2 separate regions of the Mus musculus genome follow, and region 1 is linked to region 2. A link is a contact called in public promoter capture Hi-C data. All regions are on one chromosome and are shown on one strand. The core of a region is the stretch at or near the end of the contact, and the rest is flanking DNA. Distances in the headings are between cores, read along the strand shown. Region 1 holds the start of Tyw3 (tRNA-yW synthesizing protein 3 homolog (S. cerevisiae)). Region 2 holds the start of Lhx8 (LIM homeobox protein 8).

Region 1 (2,700 bases), core at 193-2,692, 270 kb before region 2:
GTTTTATTTTTATTTTACTTTTTATTTCTAGGACATACACAGTTAAAAATTCCTCCTCTAGACTGATTGAAACTCATTCATTGGTTTAAATGAAAGTTAAATGGGTAGGGGATATGTTAGACGTATGTATATCTTAACATAGAGTTAGTGAGTCAACTCTCAAACTCAAGAGGAAAGACATATTACTAATGAAGTGCAGAGGGCCAAGGTTAGGGCTAGCGGCAAGGAACACTTGTTATCCTCTTGCTGAGGGCTTCATTTGGCTTTCCAGCACCAACTTGGTGACTCAGGCTCGAAACCTATTCTAACTCCAGTCCCAGGAGATCTAATACCCTCTTCTGTCCTTTGAGTGCACCAGGAATACACACGGTGTGGAAAAAAGAGCAAAATAAAATAAAATTGATTTCTAGAGAGAGTTTTAAATGAAGACTAAAAAAGAGGCCTCATAGTTATAAAATGTACTGCCACTGTTCCAGAATGGCTCATGGAAGCTTGTGGCTTACTATTAACTTGGAAACACGAATAAATGATGAAAATTAAAGTATCCAGTCCAAGTCTTCTGGCTATATGATGTTGTCACGGTCTTGCTTTCACACTGATCACTCTGTACCCCTGCAGCATCTCATGGACAGGGCAGGCCCCGCTTCAGTGTGACAGAATGCTGCTTGCTACAAGCTGCATTTCCTAGGGCAGGAGCCAGCGGGGAGTTATGGTGGCTTCAGGGGCTCGAGGTGGACACGAAGTCCACACAGTGGCCTCTGCACTTTCAATCATTAACAGGTCTTTTCTGGTCACAAGACTGAGGCAGGAACTCTGGGAACTGTAAATGCGCAAGATGTAGTTAACAATGTATTAGGTTTTTCTAACTCTGTCCCTCTCTGTGTCCCTCTGTCTCTGACTCTCTCTAGGTCTCTCTTCTTTCTTTTGAAGACTACTGTAGGTGGGTGCCACTATGTCTAAAAATAGGAATAACAACGCCCACTGCATACACACCGGAGGACAGAACACAGACCTCCTCTACCTGCACCTGGGAAGTTGTGAACCCGGAGTTGGGGCGCGAGTGCCTGGGTGGCGGCAGAAATCCCCAGGCATCAGTAGGCAGCTACCCCAGTCGGAACCACCGGCCGCCTGCTGTGCAGTTCTCCAGTGCAGATAGATCTCCTGGAGCCTAGAACTTGAAAGAAAGAAAAAAAAAAAAAAAAAAGCCTCCCGGCAGACAAGAGTAGGACCTTGCTTGCGGTCCTGGGTGACTTACCCTCCTCTAGAGTAGGAAACAAAACCTCCTAAGCTCCAGAAGGTCTGTGGGGAAAGAGGTGGGCTGGCTTTCCCTAACTTCGCTAGGCTCCCCCTCTCGGTTTACGCCTGTACGGTCTGGCGGCGCACGTCTTGCTCCTGGTTGCGCCAATGGGGAACTTTGGTCCTCTCCGGCCACCGTGGCGGCAATATGGCTGCGCCCATGGAGAAGAAGGCGCATTCCAGAGCAGAAAGCCGACCCCAGCTCGCTCGCTCGCTCATGGACCGTAGCGCGGAGTTCGGCCGGTGGAAGGCGCAGAGTCTGAGCAAGGCGGACCTTAGCCGCAAGGGCAGTGTGGACGAGGACGCGGTGGAGGTGGTGGAGCTCCTGAACTCGCGGGAAGAGTTTTTCACCACCAGCTCCTGCGCAGGGCGCATCCTCCTTCTGGACGGGGTGAGGCCCGGGCCGGGGGAGGCTGTGCAATGCTAATGCGTCCTCCGGGTGATGGTGGAGCTAGCTTAAGTGGCGAAGGCTGGGGATTGGATTTACAGAGCGCTGGAGGAGCTCGAGTCTCCAAGTCCCTTCGGTCACGCTCGCCCTCGAGCCGCGCTAACCCAATCACTGTCGCTATGAGATGGGCGCCCGAAGGTTAAGGGGTCGCTGCCCCCTGGTGGCCGGTGTCATTATTACAGCCCTGGGCATTTTAGCTCTAAATGAAACAGTACTGTAGATACATGGTCAAAGCCCCTGGCTGCACGCTCTCATCCTCTTCCTGTCCCACAACACAGGATAACTAGACAACACGTGAAATAGGGTAATTTATTTCCAACATTTCTCATCGTGCCTGGCCCCATATTGCTGGTTAAAAGTCGCTAGGTTCCGCTTGGTTCTTCACGTACTGAAGTCCCAGATTATCGAGGTCTGTTCATGTTTATATTGCTTCCACCACTCCCGTTCTGTTCATGGACACTCTTGCTCACAAGCTAGCTGCCCACACCTCTTCTACAACTGCCCTGCCTGGGTTTATTCAGACGAGTCTCCAAAACACTGTTGTCTCTTCTCCAAGCCATGTTTCACAACACATTCATATGTATATGCATATGAGGGATGCATACACATATATGTATAATATATTTATAAATGTATAAATATATATGTATATACTATGTGTAAAATATCTATAATGAAAACATATTATAATTATGATTATACAAAATATAATCATAATAGAATATGATATATATTTTATATATTTTCATTTTTAAGCAGAATTTACTTTAGAAAATCCAAATTTATATTGTTCTGTAACCTGCAATCCTTTCCTCATTTTAACCAACTGCCAAGATTGAACTATTTTCTTTAGTTACTTGTCTTTGTCTTGTTCCTGTTCTTCATTTAGGAGTGGCAGAGTACTGAGAACCGAACTTAGGGTCTCGATCATGCTCAGCAAACACTCTACCACTGAG
Region 2 (2,700 bases), core at 138-2,637:
TGATCAGAATCGTATGGAAAATACTTTATTATGTGGATTCCCTCACCCACTCCTGATTTTCGCTTTTGACGAAAATCAGCAGCAGAAGCCACAGAAGCAGCAGCAGCAACAACAACCACTATTTAGCTTTTCGGGCAGTCGGTCCAAACCTCCACCGTTCTATGCTTTACCAGAATACAGTCGATTCTTAAATCTCAGGTCCCTCATACTCCACGCTAAATTTAATGGAGATCTCCTGATGGGCATCGGCCAGAGGGTGCTAATATGAAAGTGTATGTAATGGCTGAAAAGGAGAGCCGAGATGGCGTATGTTCAAACGTCCTCTGTGTTTAAGGAGGAAAGGGGCAATCAAAGAAAACCTTTAATCCCTGCCCACCCCAATGCTCATTTTGTCCAGAGAAAGTGTGGTCAGCATTAGTTGCTGCTGGCCCCTCCACTACCCCTGATGGCTGGTCTGGGTTCTTCTTCTCCCGCTAAAATAAGACAAGGGAGTAAGATTGCTCTTCCTTGTGTTTCACTACATATATTTCTGTCTAACTAAGGTAACAAAAGCATGGTTTTGTTATAAGGCTTGAGAAACTGACTCCAGGATGTTCTTATATCACTTAAATTCCAAACGTTTCTCTTTTGCTTATCTAAAGGGACAAATAAATAAAAGTAATTAAAAAATAACTTCTTACAAAATTTTTCTTCTATAAACAAAGTGAGACCTCATAAACAAACAAACAAAAAACCTCACACTTTCCAATTCAGATAAAAATTATCTCTACCCTACTCACATTCAAACGTTCACACTTAAGCACGGGAATGTGGAGTGCGCAGCAGTCTATCTATGGCATACCGTTTGTCTAGAATTAAAGAAAATAAAAAAATCGTAACATACTTTCGTTTTTCTTGTATCCTTGATTTCAAATCTAGTCGCGAATCAAATCTAGTCCTTCGTTTGTCCCTTCATTATCTTAACGGGAAAACCTTTCGAAAATGTAGAGAGAACCATTGGTGCGCATTTAGGGAGACCTAAGACTTGGGAATCCAGAAGACCTCCGCTTTCCCTCCGTGAGCCGCTGAAAGAGCTGTAACCCGAATCTTTGTTTAGGTTTTGGCTGGGGAGCGAGAATTTAAAGACAACTCAGAGGCAGAAAGCTTATTCTTAAAAAGAAAAAAAAAAGGCAAGTTAACGGACATCCGCAATTCCCCCCCACCTTTAACACTGAACTCAGAGTAAGTTGTCTGGTGCAGATAAAGATCTTAACATGTAGAGAAGGCGGGTTTTTCATAAGGAGGTGAGGCTGTCCCTTCAGGAAAAGACTTTTCCCCCACACCCCCTCCTCTCTGCGAGGTTCCACCCTCTGGAAAACACAACTTTCCCTCTTTTCCTGGAGGGACAGGCCTTAGTGTGGCTGAGAGAGGAAGAACAGTGGGTCAGAGAGTGGTTACGGTCACTGTGGCCTTTTTGGAACAAGACACACTGGTGGCATCGCTGTTCTGCCTGTTAGCTTTCCTTGGCCTTTGGGGGCGGAGGAGGGGACACTGCGGACACCCACAGCCTCTGACCCTCTGGAGCTGGTATGTGACGAGCAGCGCCTGCGGGGCCATGTATTGGAAGAGCGATCAGATGTTTGTGTGTAAGCTGGAGGGAAAGGAAGTGCCGGAGCTGGCGGTTCCCCGCGAGAAGGTAAGCGAGCCTACACCGGGCGGGATCTGTTGAATAGGAGTTTCCTTGAGAGAAGAGAGTTGTCCGGCCCCTAAACCAGGCTGGGAAACTACCTGTCACTGCCTCGTCTCCAGACCTGACAATTTTTTTTATTACGTAGTAGCGTTAGGTAGTAATCACTCCGTCCCCTCCCCACGGGCTCACTTAACCTAAGGCATGGACACTCTAATTTGGGAGACGAAACCTGGAGCCTAAGACGCTCACGGGGCAACGTGAGTCCTGCTTGTATTCTACGTGACGGGCTGTTCGCGGCAGTCTGGGGCAGGGGCCGGGGGTCTAGGTGTTTGTCTCAGGGCACCAGATACCAATGGCTGCGCTCTGCTGAACGCTGGCTCTTGCCACGGATAAGGTGAATGTGGGGCTTGAGACCCGGCGGCGACAGACCTGGGGACTTGAGTCTTCCAGGGCCCGCCCGCTCTTAGAAAGGGACAAAAGAACGATTTCGTTGGAAATACCAAAAGGGCAAATTTCGCAGTACGAGGCGAGCCTAACGGGGAGACCTGGCAAGCTGTCACCTACTCCGGAGGCAAGACCCGTGGGTGCTCGCATTTTATGGTGGAACTCGGTTCCTAAACTGTTGGAGAGCAGGGCCGGGGTGGGGGTATCGGCTGGACATGGGCAGAGTAGTGCTGGCTTCGTGTTTGTCTGACGGTTGCGGGTAGCGTTTCTGTCTGGATGCTTTCTGTCCACGAAGACGCGCCCGGGAGCAGCTGCGCCGGGGCTACCCAGGCGTGCGGCCGCTGGCTCACCTGGAGCTTTCGGAAGACAGAGGAAAAGGAGACAAAGGGACGCAAAAGCGAGGGGTGTGGGCTGCTGGAATCCGCGGACCCACTCGCCCTAAACTAGACTTCTCAGAGAGATTGCATTCGTTTATAGAACAAAACTGAAAGTGCAGCCAGGGATTGGGGACACTTGAGCGACGCGTCCGCGTGCTCTAAAATATTCTGACCCGCATTGGGTGAGTTTTTTTTTTTTTTTAATGGAAC

The links. Capture Hi-C pulls out chosen DNA fragments and counts their contacts.
Region 1: a contact with region 2 is called in a promoter capture Hi-C map of adipose tissue. The contact joins the promoter of Tyw3 here to the promoter of Lhx8 in region 2. A contact is called at or near these places in 9 of 39 promoter capture datasets (cranial neural crest, embryonic stem cells, frontonasal cranial neural crest and 4 more), 4 of 484 Hi-C or Micro-C datasets (embryonic stem cells, hematopoietic stem and progenitor cells and palatal mesenchyme), 12 of 115 datasets of contacts at active chromatin or transcription factors (craniofacial prominence, embryonic basal ganglia, embryonic forebrain and 4 more) and 3 of 9 other capture datasets (adipose tissue, liver and pancreatic islet).

The regions. Positions count from the first base shown.
Region 1 is chr3:154,595,840-154,598,539 of GRCm38.p6, reverse strand. It overlaps Tyw3 (tRNA-yW synthesizing protein 3 homolog (S. cerevisiae)), which reads left to right and starts at 1,442. Exons shown (of 6, transcript NM_172474.5): 1 at 1,442-1,687. The coding sequence starts at 1,514. It overlaps Cryz (crystallin, zeta), which reads right to left and starts at 1,829. Exons shown (of 9, transcript NM_009968.4): 1 at 1,256-1,829.
Region 2 is chr3:154,329,247-154,331,946 of GRCm38.p6, reverse strand. Lhx8 (LIM homeobox protein 8) reads left to right here and starts at 1,387. Exons shown (of 9, transcript NM_010713.2): 1 at 1,387-1,675. The coding sequence starts at 1,595. AI606473 (expressed sequence AI606473) reads right to left here and starts at 1,126. Exons shown (of 3, transcript NR_040387.1): 1 at 884-1,126.